Linked DNA regions of Sus scrofa: regions 2 and 3 are each linked to region 1. The links are chromatin contacts, called in public HiChIP or PLAC-seq maps. All regions are on one chromosome and are shown on one strand. Each heading gives the region's core, a stretch centred on a gene start, on an enhancer-like site or on the middle of the called end of the contact. The rest is flanking DNA. Distances are from core to core; before and after follow the strand shown. Region 1 has its middle 370 kb from the start of MTX2. Region 2 has its middle 220 kb from the start of MTX2. Region 3 overlaps LOC110257070 (a long non-coding RNA gene).

Region 1 (2,844 bases), core at 197-2,696:
AGAGAAGGAAATAGTTCTAAAAAAAAAAAAAAGAAAGAAAAGAAAAAGCTGCAATATCTGTCCTCAGGAAGTCTTAGCCAAAAAAATCAAAATAAAATAAAAGCAGCATACTGTGGTTCTTTGGTACAAGGCAGAAAGCAGAGTCCTCAAGTCACTATTCCCCTGTTTTGAGAAACAAAACAAAAAGCAACAGCAAAAGGTGCAGTTTGGCAGGAGGGGGGCAGTTCCTTAAAACGTATGGAGTCCTCCTGGGCCCCTCCCCATGCCTTCTCTCGGGCGTGGACTGGAGAAGTCGCACCGATCGACACCAGTGTCACCATCGGCTGCTTAAATGCCACAAAAGTACACTTAGAAATGAGAAGAAAGTGACTGACACGGATATGCTGAGCCAGCCCCACTGCCACTAGAACAGCCTTAAATGCCCACACAAGGAGAATAAAAAGAAAAGCACATTTTGCAATAGAATAAATTCTCTCTTTTTTTTTTTAAATTGAGACCGCAGAAAGTCACATGACCCTGCCTGTAGCCTTTTAGGAAAGCAACCGAAATGGTAAAGACGGACGCGGGGGGCTGCCTCCTTCCTGCAGCCGCCTCTCAGCCCGTCCTGCCGCGTGTCCGCATTCTTCTGGGCGCATCTGTGGAGCTATTAAGTGGGATAATCCCTCTGGCCTTTGATACATTTCTGGACATGATTATTTCATTACTCGCAGTATATCAGTAGGATCATAATAAAAAGGACTTCTGACAACCTGCCAAGAGTTTTGTGGCCTTGTAAACACAAAAGTGCTCTAATAAAATTTTATTAAGTGTTAAAAAGTCATAAAAAGTGAAATAACATAAACTACAAAATTTACTGTCCTCAGCAAATGCTGAAAATATCGTCCACAGTAAAATTAAATTAGCATGTAATAGACAGAGAAGCGGTGTGGAGTGGATTTAAAAGAGGATCCAGGGAAAATGACACTGTAACCCAATCTGGGTCACGGGGATTTAATTCGGATTCTTCTCCCTAAATGTGAATAAATGTGCTGATTACAGACAAGAGCTCCGGGGTTACTGGAGTCTCACACATTGTCAATACTTTGGAAGAAATAATATATTGCGGATTGTAATGAGCTGGGGAGACCCAGCGAACGTCGCGGGGAGCAGGCGAGGGGCAGGGCGGCCACTAGGGTGCGCTGCGAGACCGGGAATCCCCGCCCGGGCGCCCCCGCCGCCGCGCCGCCTGAAGCCGCGCGTAGGTCGGGCCCTCACCCTCCTCGAACTCGAATTTATGGTTCTTTCTCCCTCCCCTCCCCCCTTTTTCCCCTTTCCCCCTCTCCTGTGACATTTTCTCCAAATCGGAAAGTGATGTGCAAGCCGAGCTTTGCCGCAGGCGACCCTCGGTCTCCGCTTTCAGACTCGAGGTCTCTGGGTGGGATGCGCTGCCTGCAGCGACGCCGACCCGAGGGACCGGATGGGGCCCCCAGCGCCGCGCCGCGGACCGGACCTCTCCGCCGGCTGAGGCGGAGGAGCGCGCGAGGCCCACGTCCGGCTCCGCCCGAGGCGGCGGGGCGCTCGGAGCTCAGCGGGCCGCCTTCCTCGCCGCGGGTTCAAGGGCATCCCGGGGGCTGGATCCCGCAGCGCTGGGAGCGAGTTCTTCCCGGCTCAGACTCCTCTCCGGAGTCCGGCGCGCCCTGCCGCTCCCGGCACCCCTTCCCTGGCCCGCCTGTCCGCGCTGGGCCGCCGGCCTCCCGCAGGGATCCAGGAGCGCCCTCGCCGGCCCCGGCCCCGGGCCCACGAGTGCGGGCTCCCCCAAGTCCTACGTGGAGGCTCCGCCTGGAAAAGAAGTCCGACTTCCTCTCCACGCTGCTCCAAGTGGAATCTGAAATCGGCAGGAAATTGCTCGAGCACCCAGCCTGCGCCTTTGCAGTCAACCCTCGCTCTGCTGAAGAGAAGCAGCTCCCACCAAAGTCTTGCCTCCCCCTCCCCCCGAATGCCCCGCGCAGGTTTGTAAAGAGGGGTGCGAGGTCTGCAAAGTATTTGTCTTCGAAGGAGAAAAATGTCGGTGCCCAATGAAAGACGGGTGCTTTTTAGCTAGAGCTTACCAGCGGGCCACGTCTGGGTTTGCGGCCCCAAATGGTGTAAACGCTGCTGTACGAGGAGTCGATATCAGGAGTGTCTTAATTAGAATTTAGTGATATAGGAAATAAATGAGCAGTGACACATTTCGTGACATCATTTTTTCCTCAAAGATGCCCAGAGTTTTAAGCTGCATTTAAGAATGACCTACATTTTGCCAGAAAGTAAATCTTTTTAAGTAAACCGCTTGCTAAAGCCCAGAGAGGTAAGTGTAAGCTACCACCCGAGATCCTTTAGTTTTCTGTTGAGGCTTGTGCGGGTGACTAGGGTGAGGATGCCTTATATTTTTAATTTTCCAGATGGCCAGAGCATTTGATGTGTACGTGGTAAGGTAATGTTCAAGGCGAATGGAAGACCCGAGGACCTTTTGATAAGTAATGTTCACTTGACACTTTAGCCTAAAATAACTGTAATTAGTTTAAAGTGGGAATTAGAGCCCCGTGTTTTAGACTTTTTTTGGTCAGAAGCTATATGGGGAAAAGTGTTTTTTAACAATTTTTAAGCAACCCCCTTTACTGTCATTTGCAAAGTATCGAATTTGAAATAGCCTGGCCTGGAACTTGGAGCTAAACAGCAAACAATTTACATGTGATTTGACATTTGCTATTTAAAGGCTTTGAGAGCTAATAACAGAATTAAAAGGAATGGATATAAATAATAAAATTTCTTGTTGACTCTCCGGAGCCTGCCTAGGGGGGAGCGACAGATGACATGGTGGTGACT
Region 2 (2,987 bases), core at 433-2,932, 150 kb after region 1:
TAGTTCACTGTAGCAAAGGCCTGAGAGAAAATAAAGGGATGAGGGGGGCAGTTTTTCCCTTAACACTAGAGAAGCAGCATTTAACCTATGTGCTAAATACTATGGGGAGAGACCTTATCTTTCATCCTGGTATTTTGATGCTTCATTTGACAAGATTCTTTCACTGTCTCTTGTCCATGCTGTATTGAGAATAGCAATACTTTAATATTTGCTTCAATATACCGAATTTTTATAAGTCTTCCAGGAATGCCTTTTTCTTGGAAAACCCGTCCTTGAAAAGCAGAAGTCCAATTGAATAAGCTTCCTAAAGTTAATATCAGGGAAATTATTGGTGCAAACTCAGCCATATTTGTTTAAAATGACAAAAGAAAAATGATTATAATATATCAAGTATGTCATTTGAATCTAGCCTCATTGCCAGAGCCCTTTACAGCATCCCTGTGAAGTAAATGGCCGTCATTCTCCCCATTTCCCAGAAAGAGAAGTGGTCAAGTTAAATACTACATCCACGGTCAGACAGTGAGTCGACAGCATAACAAAGAACTTTCCAGAGCTTTCCAGAACTGGCCCTGGGACAAGGCACTTGGTGCACAAGGGCCGAAAACTAAAACTCCTTTTCTTTTCCCCAAGGCAGACCGTGAAACTGTAAAGATGAGCTGGCATTTTGTTTTATTTTGTGTAATAAACGGTTCTTTTCACAGCAGTTGGCCCTGGGGGAGTTTCAAATAGCACTGCTTGGCTGCAGCTGTGGGTGTGGCCACACTCCATCCAAAGGCAACTTGGAGACCACAGCTGTGTCAGGCAGAAAGGATCTTAAACTTTACATCTGGGCTGCACACTTTCAAGTTCACTCCCCCAAACAAGTTGAGTCATTTCACAAGCCAGAACCCCTCAGATGGAGGTTCTGTTCTTCCTCTGCCTTTGGTTACTTAGGAGGCACCTCAGATATCCCTGGAGACTGACACCCACATTTGGCTCCGGCTGATTCTGAATGGTCCCTGAGCCACTTCTCTCCTAGTCAGGAGAAGACCCAACTTTTGAACTGATAAAAATGGTCAGCATTTTCACAGGGGTTATTGGATGGTAGGGGTTTTTCGTTGTCTTTGTTTTTTCGTTTATATCTCATGGGTCCTTTCTGTGTGTGCCTATCACAGGCCGCTCTAACATCTGGAACGCGTCCCCATATCCAGTGGATTCATATACATTTCCAGGAAATTTTTCTTCAAGCGTTTTGCTTTAAGTCTCTGCTTCCAGCTGGAGCAAATAATTGACAAAGTCAGCCTCCATCCTTAGTGCCCAAACCTAAGGACGGAAGTGTGAACTCTGAACCCCTTCTCACCCTGTAAGTGGAAGGAACAATCACACTTCTTTGTTTCAGGGAAGAAGAGATCTGGGCTTGTGAATGGCTTCTTTTCTGACTGGATTACAGGAACGTCAAAATGGGCACCATCTGAGAGCGCGCGCCCGAGAAAGCTCAGCCCCAGCCACGTGACCCCGGCTTCTGCCTCACGACCCCCGCGTCCTAGCACCGCTGCAGGGAGGTCCTGGGAGGCCAGGAGCTCCTGGGGCTGCTGTCTGGAGACCCGCCGCCAGGGGGCGCTCCGCGCGCCGGGAGAGCGGCCTTTGTGTGGGTGCTTCTGGGCCCGGTCTGGGCGGAGGTTGCGTGGGCCGCTGTCGGCACTCGCGCGATGAGTCAGCTATCCCTTTGCTTTGCAGTGGGAAGAGCCGGCATCCCGGCGATCGGAATCGCAATCGGTCTTTTCGGCGGATGTTCACGCTGCATGGGCCCGCAGGCCTTGCTCTTTCCGCATCTTCAGGCTTCGACGACTGAACAGCCGGCGCAGAACCCACAACGCGCTCGCGTCCCGCCAGGCACCCGGCGCCGAGGCCACGAGGCAGACCCCCTGGGCTCAGAGAGATGCGGCCGGGAACAGCTCGAACAAAACCTGCGCGGAGTGCCAGCGGGAGGGCCACTTAAAGGCGGGGAGGCGTGTGCCTGGGAGAGAGAACAGAGCTGGAGGGCAAGGGCGGGGCGGGGTGCGGGGAACGGGGCGTGGGAGGGGGGCGGGCAGAAACAGAGACCGAGAGCCACCCAACAAGTTCCCGGTGCAAAGCCACATGCTGTCTCCGAGGAGAGGCAGGCACGTGTCCTTCGGGGGAACCCTGCCTTTGGGTGCTTGTGGGGAGACAGAAGAGTGAGCAAGTCTTTCAGTAGAAGACAATGGGTTTAGAGGTGTGACAAACAGAATGAGACGCACCAGCCTTCTCAGGGACCCTCTTCCTCAACACCCCCTCAGAGTCACATCGGCTTCTCTGTGGAGTGTCAGGCTAGCCTGGAAGAGGTTCTGTGATGTAAGGGTCAGGGAAGAGCGATAAAAACAAGTTCTTTTCCACTAGAGACTCAGAACCACTTCCTGGGACCATAGTGCTTTCTACCCTTGTCACTCTTGCTTCTGCTCCGTGTCAGCCATCTAACTGCCTGGTATTCCTATAGACTTGGGACCCATTTGCTGATACCACCAAGGGGGAAAGGCCGAATGTGACACCTCCCCACCCCCCCACCCCGAATAAAGATCGCTGGAAACATCTTTAGCCCGACTTCCTCGGTCTGAAAGAGGAGGAGCAATAGAAGTGTGGCCACTCAGGTTTAAACACTGGCTTTGAATTTTCAACGCCACTTGTGGTGCAATAGGATGCGTAGCAGGGGCTCGGTGAGTCATGTCATTCCATTTTGGGAGATGAGCCCTTCAACTCCTAAAATAAATCGTTTTTAAAATAGAGCATGGCTGAGGCACGTGGTCTTTTCCTGGTCTTCTTTTCATCAGTAAAATCCAGACGTTGGACCAAGTTACCTTTCAGCTTCAAAATTAGAAGAAACGATTTGTCTGTTCAGGGATTTGCAGAGGAACGCTCCTTATTAACGTGTATAATGCAGTGGTGGGATGAGGAACATGGAAAAGAAGTTTTCCAAAGTAGGGAATGAAGTC
Region 3 (2,843 bases), core at 199-2,698, 180 kb after region 1:
CAAGGTCTCTGGAGTCAGACTGCCCAGGGTTCTAATCCTAGAGTGATGGGGAATTTGGGTGACTGACTTCTCAGCAGCCTTATTTTCTTTACCTGTTAAATGGAGAGATTAAAAGTCCCTGCCTTTGGAATGTGATGAGAATTCAGGAAAAAAACTGGTATGTTATCTGTCTTCAGACAGTGGGTCTCCCATCAATGGTGGCTGTTACTCAAATTCTGGCCAGTAAGAGGAAACTGTGCCTGTGCTGAGCACTTTGCAAAATTGGTGAAAAGATAAGGTGCAAAACCACCTTCCAACCAGAGAGAGGCACACACATCATGATACCCTGTGAAAAAAGCACTAGGCTCCTAATAATAGTTCATTGTGGTCACATCGCACAACTGTCTTCTTTTTTTTTGGTCTTTTTGCTATTTCTTTGGGCCGCTTCTGCGGCATATGGAGGTTCCCAGGCTAGGGGTCTAATCGGAGCTGTAGCCACTGGCCTACGCCAGAGCCACAGCAACGCGGATCCGAGCCGCGTCTGCAACCTACACCACAGCTCACGGCAACGCCGGATCGTTAACCCACTGAGCAAGGCCAGGGATCGAACCCGCAACCTCATGGTTCCTAGTCGGATTTGTTAACCACTGCGCCACGACAGGAACTCCCCCACACAACTGTCTTCTAAGGGCTGTCACAGTTACTGAAGCCAAAGGCTTCCTTTCTGGAGCTGGTTGGAAAAGCCTTACAGAGAGCGTTAAAAATTGCTCTCTAACAATTTGGCTTTCCCCACGTCTCCCTACGGTGGACTCTCAGAAACTCCACTAAAACATTCATCATTAAACAAATTATAGTTTTCCATGACAATAGTATCAAAGCTGCAGGCACTATTCACCAGGACACTGAAGATGTGCTTTAGGTTCCGGAAGGAGGGGAAACCAATAGTCTCTGCGATCAAGAACTTGCCTTTGACCTCATCTTAGTTGGAGGGTTTGGGTGCCACTTGATCAGCTTCTTATCTTTCCCATTATATATCCCCATATTAATTAAAGTATGACCTCCTCAGCTACCATGGTTCTCAAACATCTGCATGATGCAGAATGATCCAGAGAGCTTGTGAAAGCCCTGACTGCTGGGTCTTACCCCAGAATTTCTTGCTCAGGAGGTCCGGCATGAGGCACTAGCAATCACATTTTCATCAATTTCCAGGTGAAGTAATGCTGCTGGCTAGAGACACACTTCGAGAACCAGTTACCTGCCCCAACGCACAGGCATTTGGAAAAAGAAATTGTTTAAGGCTGCCTTTCTTTTTAAAAGAATTCCGACAGTAGTAGAGCTACTTTCGGATAAAGTTCAATGCACACAGCTTAGGAAGTTTCTAAAGGGTGGACCTTCTGAGAGGCACTGAGTCAAGAGCTGATCGGTTGCAGCTGCTCTGATGAAATGTCCTATAATCAGCGGCTGCTTGTCTCCGCAGACCTCCCTTAGCACAAAGGGTTCCCAGCCCAGCTGCCTGCTCCCAGCTTCCTGGAGCAGACTGCAGCTGGCCCCACTTCCCTCTGCGAAGGGGACCCGTGGGTGTGGCGAGGATCTGAGCCCAGCGGACTTCCCCCCCCCCCGCCCCCACTTCCTCCCACCTCCTGATGTCAGCTCGCCTTGCCGGCCCTTGAGAGCAACTGCTGGAGGTTTGGTTGTCATGGTAACTGATCCTCCATCCACAGCGTGGTAGAGGAACCCGGGTGGAGGATTGATGGGTGGGCTACACCACTCCCCTTTCCCCAAATGATAAAAATGTTCACCACTGGGAAACCCTTCCTTTGGATTAAGCACTTTTCCATCCAAGAATCCCATCTTACCATGCAAACAGTCCTCAGGAGGAGCAGAGATTCCTTTATCACATGGAGACAGGTACCAGTCTCAGAGGAGAGATTACAGACCTCACCCATGAAGGGATGCTGATTTCAGCACTTTGCCTCCCATACAACTCTTCTGAAGTCCCACTGAGGTACTCTCTGAGGTTGGGGAGGAGACTGACCCTGCCTGCAACAGACTGAGGTTGGGATCAGGAGCTCTCGCTACACATGGCAATGTTTTTAAAACGTTACGACCAAAAGCTGAAGACTAGGAATGGTCACCAAGCAACTTATCAGTCTGCCTGTGGTGGAACTATGGAGAAATGAAGAAATGTCCTTTGCAATTGGAATCCTACTGAACAGCACAATCTGTTGATGTTCCAGGACAAATGCACCTTCATGTTTTTGTATTTTACTTTATATTTTATTTTACTATCATCTATTTTAAGATCTTGAATCAGGTTTTACATAAAAGGACTGAAGCCAGGATGTTTGGGAAATTAACAGATGATATTTAGCAAACATTTTGACGGGTCATAAAGAAACATCTGCAGCGGGTCTGGGACTAAGAGTTGTGTGTTGGGGAAAGGAGGCCTCTCTCCTGCAGCTGCATTAGGTTACTGGGTTGAGGGGAGCTGAGTTCAGAGCAGATGGTGGTGCAATTCAGGGACTTACCAGCAGGGGGAAACCTTTTGCAGTAAACTCTGTCCTTTTTTATAGCTTTGCTCCCTAGCAGCAGACTTCACAGATGATTGGCGTTTTGATTTCCCTAACCCTCTGCTTCCTCCTTCACAGCAGACACTCCCCTCTAGGAAGCTTTCCTCCCAGCTCTTATGAAAATGGACATTTTGATGAGAGGTGCCTCTTGTGGTGAGGATTAAAAGCAAAATCTGAAGAAGGAAGACAGTCAATGAAATTAAATAGATTACAAAGAAGGTTGACTATATACTCACAAAAGTTTAAAGATGGTCTCACTTGATTTTCACGCCTGACCCAAAGAGCATGAGGAAT

Evidence for each region. HiChIP or PLAC-seq counts read pairs in DNA pulled down with a chosen protein or histone mark.
Region 2: an H3K27ac HiChIP or PLAC-seq map of skeletal muscle shows a contact between it and region 1. The contact joins two enhancer-like sites. A contact is called at or near these places in 5 of 47 Hi-C or Micro-C datasets (embryonic fibroblasts, epiblast stem cells, skeletal muscle and 1 more) and 1 of 2 datasets of contacts at active chromatin or transcription factors (skeletal muscle).
Region 3: a contact with region 1 is called in an H3K27ac HiChIP or PLAC-seq map of skeletal muscle, with 9 times the contacts expected there. The contact joins two enhancer-like sites. A contact is called at or near these places in 11 of 47 Hi-C or Micro-C datasets (embryonic fibroblasts, epiblast stem cells, fetal heart ventricle and 7 more) and 1 of 2 datasets of contacts at active chromatin or transcription factors (skeletal muscle).

The regions. Positions count from the first base shown.
Region 1 is chr15:82,425,568-82,428,411 of Sscrofa11.1, reverse strand. No RefSeq gene overlaps it. Among named protein-coding and RNA genes, the nearest start is that of MTX2, 370 kb to the right of the region's middle. Within about 2 kb of position 1,446, at least 33 of the 83 cell types and tissues checked have an H3K27ac peak or open chromatin away from gene starts, as enhancers often do. A contact at or near this core is called in fetal skeletal muscle, retroperitoneal adipose tissue, skeletal muscle and 1 more, where this site is marked.
Region 2 is chr15:82,280,081-82,283,067 of Sscrofa11.1, reverse strand. No RefSeq gene overlaps it. Among named protein-coding and RNA genes, the nearest start is that of MTX2, 220 kb to the right of the region's middle. Within about 2 kb of position 1,682, at least 29 of the 83 cell types and tissues checked have an H3K27ac peak or open chromatin away from gene starts, as enhancers often do. A contact at or near this core is called in skeletal muscle and subcutaneous adipose tissue, where this site is marked.
Region 3 is chr15:82,247,721-82,250,563 of Sscrofa11.1, reverse strand. All of the region lies in intron 2 of LOC110257070 (a long non-coding RNA gene), which reads right to left. Among named protein-coding and RNA genes, the nearest start is that of MTX2, 190 kb to the right of the region's middle. Within about 2 kb of position 1,448, at least 12 of the 83 cell types and tissues checked have an H3K27ac peak or open chromatin away from gene starts, as enhancers often do. A contact at or near this core is called in fetal skeletal muscle, retroperitoneal adipose tissue, skeletal muscle and 1 more, where this site is marked.